Regions from separate parts of the Mus musculus genome. Here region 1 is linked to region 2. The links are chromatin contacts, called in public HiChIP or PLAC-seq maps. All regions are on one chromosome and are shown on one strand. The core of a region is the stretch at or near the end of the contact, and the rest is flanking DNA. Distances in the headings are between cores, read along the strand shown. Region 1 overlaps Txndc16 (thioredoxin domain containing 16). Region 2 holds the start of Ptgdr (prostaglandin D receptor).

What was found. HiChIP or PLAC-seq counts read pairs in DNA pulled down with a chosen protein or histone mark.
Region 1: a contact with region 2 is called in a CTCF HiChIP or PLAC-seq map of pro-B cells, with 7 times the contacts expected there. The contact joins the enhancer-like site here to the promoter of Ptgdr in region 2. A contact is called at or near these places in 9 of 39 promoter capture datasets (the 3T3-L1 cell line, the HPC-7 cell line, cranial neural crest and 5 more), 1 of 15 datasets of contacts at CTCF or cohesin (pro-B cells), 27 of 484 Hi-C or Micro-C datasets (B cells, the C10 cell line, ECoMG myeloid progenitors and 15 more), 5 of 115 datasets of contacts at active chromatin or transcription factors (acute myeloid leukemia, bone marrow-derived dendritic cells and embryonic stem cells) and 1 of 9 other capture datasets (embryonic stem cells).

What each region holds. Positions count from the first base shown.
Region 1 is chr14:45,141,437-45,144,195 of GRCm38.p6, reverse strand. It overlaps Txndc16 (thioredoxin domain containing 16), which reads left to right. Exons shown (of 21, transcript NM_001310534.1): 19 at 2,063-2,223. Among named protein-coding and RNA genes, the nearest start is that of Gm34362, 34 kb to the left of the region's middle. Within about 2 kb of position 1,440, at least 13 of the 459 cell types and tissues checked have an H3K27ac peak or open chromatin away from gene starts, as enhancers often do. A contact at or near this core is called in pro-B cells, where this site is marked.
Region 2 is chr14:44,857,943-44,860,642 of GRCm38.p6, reverse strand. It overlaps Ptgdr (prostaglandin D receptor), which reads left to right and starts at 1,268. Exons shown (of 2, transcript NM_008962.4): 1 at 1,268-2,232. The coding sequence starts at 1,390. Gm16976 (predicted gene, 16976) reads right to left here and starts at 2,062. Exons shown (of 3, transcript NR_167765.1): 1 at 1,193-2,062.

The sequences.
Region 1 (2,759 bases), core at 191-2,690, 280 kb before region 2:
AACAGGTCATAATTAATCAAATAACTGAGTTAATATTTTTCAGCATGTGGTTTTCTAAATCATTGTTCTAATAATTTTTAAGAGACATATTGTTAGAGAAATGCTACCTTAACATATACATAGTAGAGTAAATTATATATTCAAATAATACAAGAGTAATAGAGAAGGAATTTGGACTCAGCTGTAACTTCTCCAGGTTTAAACTTGAGAATATATTTCTCCAAAATCTAAAAACAATTATCAGTCTCTTCTTATTTTATTACTTTTTTTTATACTCCAGTTGTTACTCCCTTCCCAGTCTGCCCTCCTACAGTTCCTCATCCCATTCCTACTCCCCTGTCTCTTTATTAAGTATATTTTCATGAAGGAAAATATATTAATGCTTATTTATAATATCTGCTCAGTAATAATTTGTGTTAATGCTCTGTATTAACTAGTTTCCCCTTGTTGGATATTTGTTATCTTTTAGACAGCTTGGTCTTTCTCTCTTGGCTGATATGGAAAAGGAGACTGGCCATCACTGACCTTTGCTGTCCCAAATTCCTATTCTATTTAGTCATCCTCCTGCAAACAGGCCGGTCTGTCCAGGTCACCAGTCTGATAGAAAATCTGCAGTTCCCAGGAGCTAGAACCCTGCCTGGATGGATCGTTCCTGTCTGGTCGTGCAGTTACACTTGCCTCTTGCTTTCCCTACGCTGTCATCCGTCAGCTCCCTGATGCCCCACATGTAGCTGTAACAGCTCTCTCTGTTGTGATGATAGCCCTCAGTGTCTGTAGCTCTGCTGGAGTACAAACCCAGCCTGTCAGGACCTTATTCTTGACACAGGGACTTTCTACGGTATCAGAGTGACACTTCCTCCCCTCCCCTTGTCTTTTTGATAGGTTGGCTTCCTTAGCTGTTGAACATGAGCAGTGTTCAGGGATCACAGCAGTTTGCACACCTCTCTCTTCTAGTGAGTGAATTCCTCGAGGGCAGCAAGTTTCTTACACCTCAGGCTTCTTATTCTTAGTACATGAGATGAGCAGAAGTCACCTTCATCTCATGTTTCTAGGGCTCTGAGAGATGTGTCATCATTTAGGAGAGGATGCCATCCATGTCAGAGATAGGCAACAGGTAGAACTGCTGAAGGCCAGCCTAGGGCATTTGAAGAAGCAGACGTAGGATTTAACTTGTGGCGTAGGAAATCTAAGATGATTATTGTGAGAATGAAGAAAAGAAGTAGAAGAAAGAGTGATTGGCAAAGGGAAGGGAAAGGTATATGCCAGCTTGGGTAAAGGTTGTTGGCATGGTTTTAAAAAGTCAAGTTGTTGGTAAGGGTTTCTAGTGACCCAGTGAAATCAGCTGGTAGGTAGTAAGCCTGCTTTCTCCTTCCCTACAGAGCCTCTGGGAACATTTCTCATCTGAAATGAGATGATGTTTCTAGCTCACAGTGCCTCCAGAGGGCACTGTACTACTGCGGGACACCCTTGTAAAGCAGTAACAGGAAGGTGGTAGACAGTTAGATCTCTTACTCCTCACTAAATTCCTTTCAGCTGCTTTAAACCCAGAAGAGGTAAAAATTGGCGTTTGGGCTTGTTTAGCACATCTTTAATTGTTTTAAACATCCAAAGGATACATATGTTTGGAAAAAGCGAGCTAATCATGGAGAGGGGGGAAAAGGTTATAATTTCAGTTTCGCTTATGTTTAATCTCTAGTAAATTAAAAAACAAACAAACAAACAAAAAAAACCCCATACTCGATGGAAGAGTGAAAGAGTGTTGTCTGTCATGGGTGTACTAGCTAATCTAGGTCCAGAGCTCAGCATGAGTTATTGTAGAGATACCAACCTTTGTGTTCTTAAAGTCTGTTAGCAATTTTATTTTGACTATAATTCATTACTGTGATATAGTATTGAGTAAGAATTTTTAAAGATTTACTTACTGTGGTCAAATCTCTGAAAAAAAAGTGTGAATTTCATTTTATAAACTAAAATTGCGTGAGTGATTTGAACATCATTTCTGATTTATGCTGTATCATGCCTGTGTTTTTGTTTGAGGAATTTTAATTATTTTTTTTAACAGCCAGAAATCACTGTGGAAAATCTTCCCACATATTTAAGATTTCAGAGACCGCTACTTCTCTTGTTTAGTGGTGGCAGCATAAACCCTCAGTACAGGAACACGATCCTGGCACTGGTGAGACAGAAGCAGCTGGATTCGTTTACCCCTTGCTGGTTAAATCTGTAAGTCTATGTTGTATGGTCTTGTTTTGCTCTAAGAGGAAGGCTGGGGGAAGTCTGTGTTGTGGTGTCTGCCTAAAATCATAGCATCATGAGTTCAAGGCTACATGAAGGAAGTCGAATTACATTTTCATTAGTAAATGAAATTCTATAGCCTTCGAGTTAACATGCAACTAAATACACCATCATGATATTTTTATAACTAGTTTCCTCAGAAAAGTTCAAAGATGACCTTGTTTAGACCTGTTATTGTAAAATAACTGTAGGTACTATTTTCTGATTTTAAAAAGTAGTAGATGTCCCCTGAAAACAGTGGCAAATAGGAAAGTAAGCATTGAGATATTTACAGACTTCAGTCTGTGTGGTGACAGTCAGCCAATAGCAGTGGAGAAGGCCTTCACGCAGTGCATCCCTTTGTGGCAGTTTCTGGCGTGTTCTCTAGATGCATCACTGGTGCTTCATTAAATGTCTGTGAGCACGGTTCACATGTGCACACATGACCCTTACAGATAAGCGGTTCACATGTGCACACATGACCC
Region 2 (2,700 bases), core at 19-2,518:
GCTAAAGTTGGATCACTAAGCCAGAACCCTGATGCCCTCTGTAATTCCAAAGCTTGAACTCTTCCTACCCCATGGCCTGAGTTGCTGGCCAGACTTTCATGTAAAGGCAGCTTGTCTGCCCACTTCCCAGGATTCCATATATGAAGCTAAGCACCCTACCCTCTCCCTGACTCTGTCAATCAGGATAGAGAGCACCCCAAAGGAAACTCTTTTTGCTGAGGAATAATATATTGCTTACATAATTTGGCCCGAATCATCACTCTAAATTCCAAGCTGGAAGCCAGTTTTTGTCCAAGGATACAGAGTGTCAAATATAGAAACTCCCGTTAACTCTGCCCTCCCCCTTTTGATACAAGAAAATCACTGCCAGAAGGATAGAATATTCGCCAGTTGTCACAGACCAGAAGAATGGGACGGCTCTAAAACAAGGCCTATATGTTCTGGTTTCAAATCAACATGGAAACTTGCAGCTACCTATCAGCTATAAAACAAAACAAAATAAAATAAAATAAAAAAAACTTTCCTCAAATAAAATTGTGGCAACCAAAACACCAAGGACTTCCCATGCACAGTCTATGTCTTGACTCCAAAGGCACCAAGCAGCCAGAACAGATGGTGTTGTATGGCAATCAGTGTGGCTTCTGACACCCTATTCAATATCACCTGTTTGTTTTCCATGTGCAGAGAGAGCTGCCCCTGAAATTTGCTCTGCCTCTTGGGGAAACGAACCATGGAAACAGACAGGTATACTTAAGAAACTCCTGATTCCTGGTTGACTCTGCCGCTTCCAAAATCTGCCACCTGAAGCAGATCCCCTAACTTTTCAAGCCCCCCCCCCCCTGTTTCCTTACCTCACCATTAATCTCCACATTGCAGCGATCTAAGATTTGGAGTCAAGCCTTGAGAGTGATGGAAATCATAGCCCTTTCTCAGGCTCCCTGCTTGGCTTATCTGCAGAGTTCACGGCCAGCACCAGCACCTGGCTTTCCTTTCCCCCACTGCTCCTACTCGGTTCCCCTCTCCTTTTTTGCAATTCTCTTGCCTCCTCTGAAGGGCCAGCCTTAGACACTCAGATTCTGGGTACTTTCCCCATCTCCTTCTGACTCTAGGTACAGGTCTCTCCCTAGGACCCTGTGCATCAGGCTGAGTTCTTAGCAGAGCTGCTTTCAGCTTTGCAGCGCGGGATACTCACAGGGGTGGAGTCCTGCCTTCCTCAAGGGTGTGACTGAGGAGCCTAGATAGGAGGGCTGACTGTGAATAACACCCAGCCACCAGTGGAGCTCTCTCTGCTGCACAACCTCTGTGCCTTAGCTGCGCCCTGAGCAGCCTGGGGCTCCTTCACAGCGGGCCTGGCTGCAGCCTTTCTTCCAGTCAGACGGGACAAGGGCTATGAACGAGTCCTATCGCTGTCAGACATCCACCTGGGTGGAAAGGGGCTCCTCGGCGACGATGGGCGCTGTGCTCTTCGGTGCGGGGCTTCTGGGCAATCTTCTGGCGCTGGTGCTGCTGGCGCGCTCGGGACTGGGGTCTTGCCGGCCAGGGCCACTACACCCGCCGCCCTCGGTCTTTTATGTGCTCGTGTGTGGCTTGACGGTCACCGACTTGCTGGGCAAGTGTCTGATCAGCCCGATGGTCCTGGCTGCCTACGCGCAAAACCAGAGCCTAAAGGAACTGCTGCCTGCCTCAGGCAATCAGTTATGCGAAACGTTCGCCTTCCTGATGTCCTTCTTTGGGCTAGCCTCGACCTTACAGCTGTTGGCTATGGCGGTGGAGTGCTGGCTGTCTCTGGGACACCCCTTCTTCTACCAAAGGCACGTCACCTTGCGCCGGGGAGTGCTGGTGGCACCGGTCGTGGCCGCCTTCTGCTTGGCTTTCTGTGCGCTCCCCTTTGCTGGTTTTGGGAAGTTCGTGCAGTACTGTCCAGGCACCTGGTGTTTCATCCAGATGATCCACAAGGAGCGTTCATTTTCGGTAATAGGCTTCTCTGTGCTCTACTCCAGCCTCATGGCGCTGCTGGTCCTCGCAACCGTGGTGTGCAACCTGGGTGCCATGTACAACCTCTATGACATGCACAGGCGCCAGAGGCACTATCCTCACCGCTGCTCCAGGGACCGCGCCCAGTCAGGCTCAGACTACAGGCACGGGTCCCTGCATCCTTTGGAGGAGCTGGACCACTTTGTGCTGCTGGCTCTCATGACAGTGCTCTTCACCATGTGTTCCCTGCCTTTAATTGTGAGTTGCTGGGCAATAAAGTTTGAGAAACTGGGACACCTCAGGCAAGAACTGTGGGAACTTGTGGGAGGTGGGTTGGAAGGGCTAGGAGTTGCATCCAGGCCCTGGGAGGTTAGAACCTTTGCTTAATGCCCCAGGAGTGTGAATTCCATACACAATCCTAAAGTACAGCTCCGTGTGTAGAAGGAGAAGAGAGAAGTCAGATAAAGATTAGACAGATGAATCCGGTGGTGTCTCCTGACCTCAGCAAATCCTTTTCCAGTTAGCAGACACCCGCCTCTTCTCTTCTCCGGTTCCATGAAGTCTCCAGTCATCTGTGTGCTCTAGACCTTAGTTCTCTATTTCCTCACCAGGGCACATGCTGTGTAATATTTTATTTTGTTAGATCTGCCCTTTAGTTAAGTGGTGTTAGAAACAGATTAGTCAGGGAGTTTCTCTCTGTGTTTTGGCCCGGAGAGAGAAGGAAAG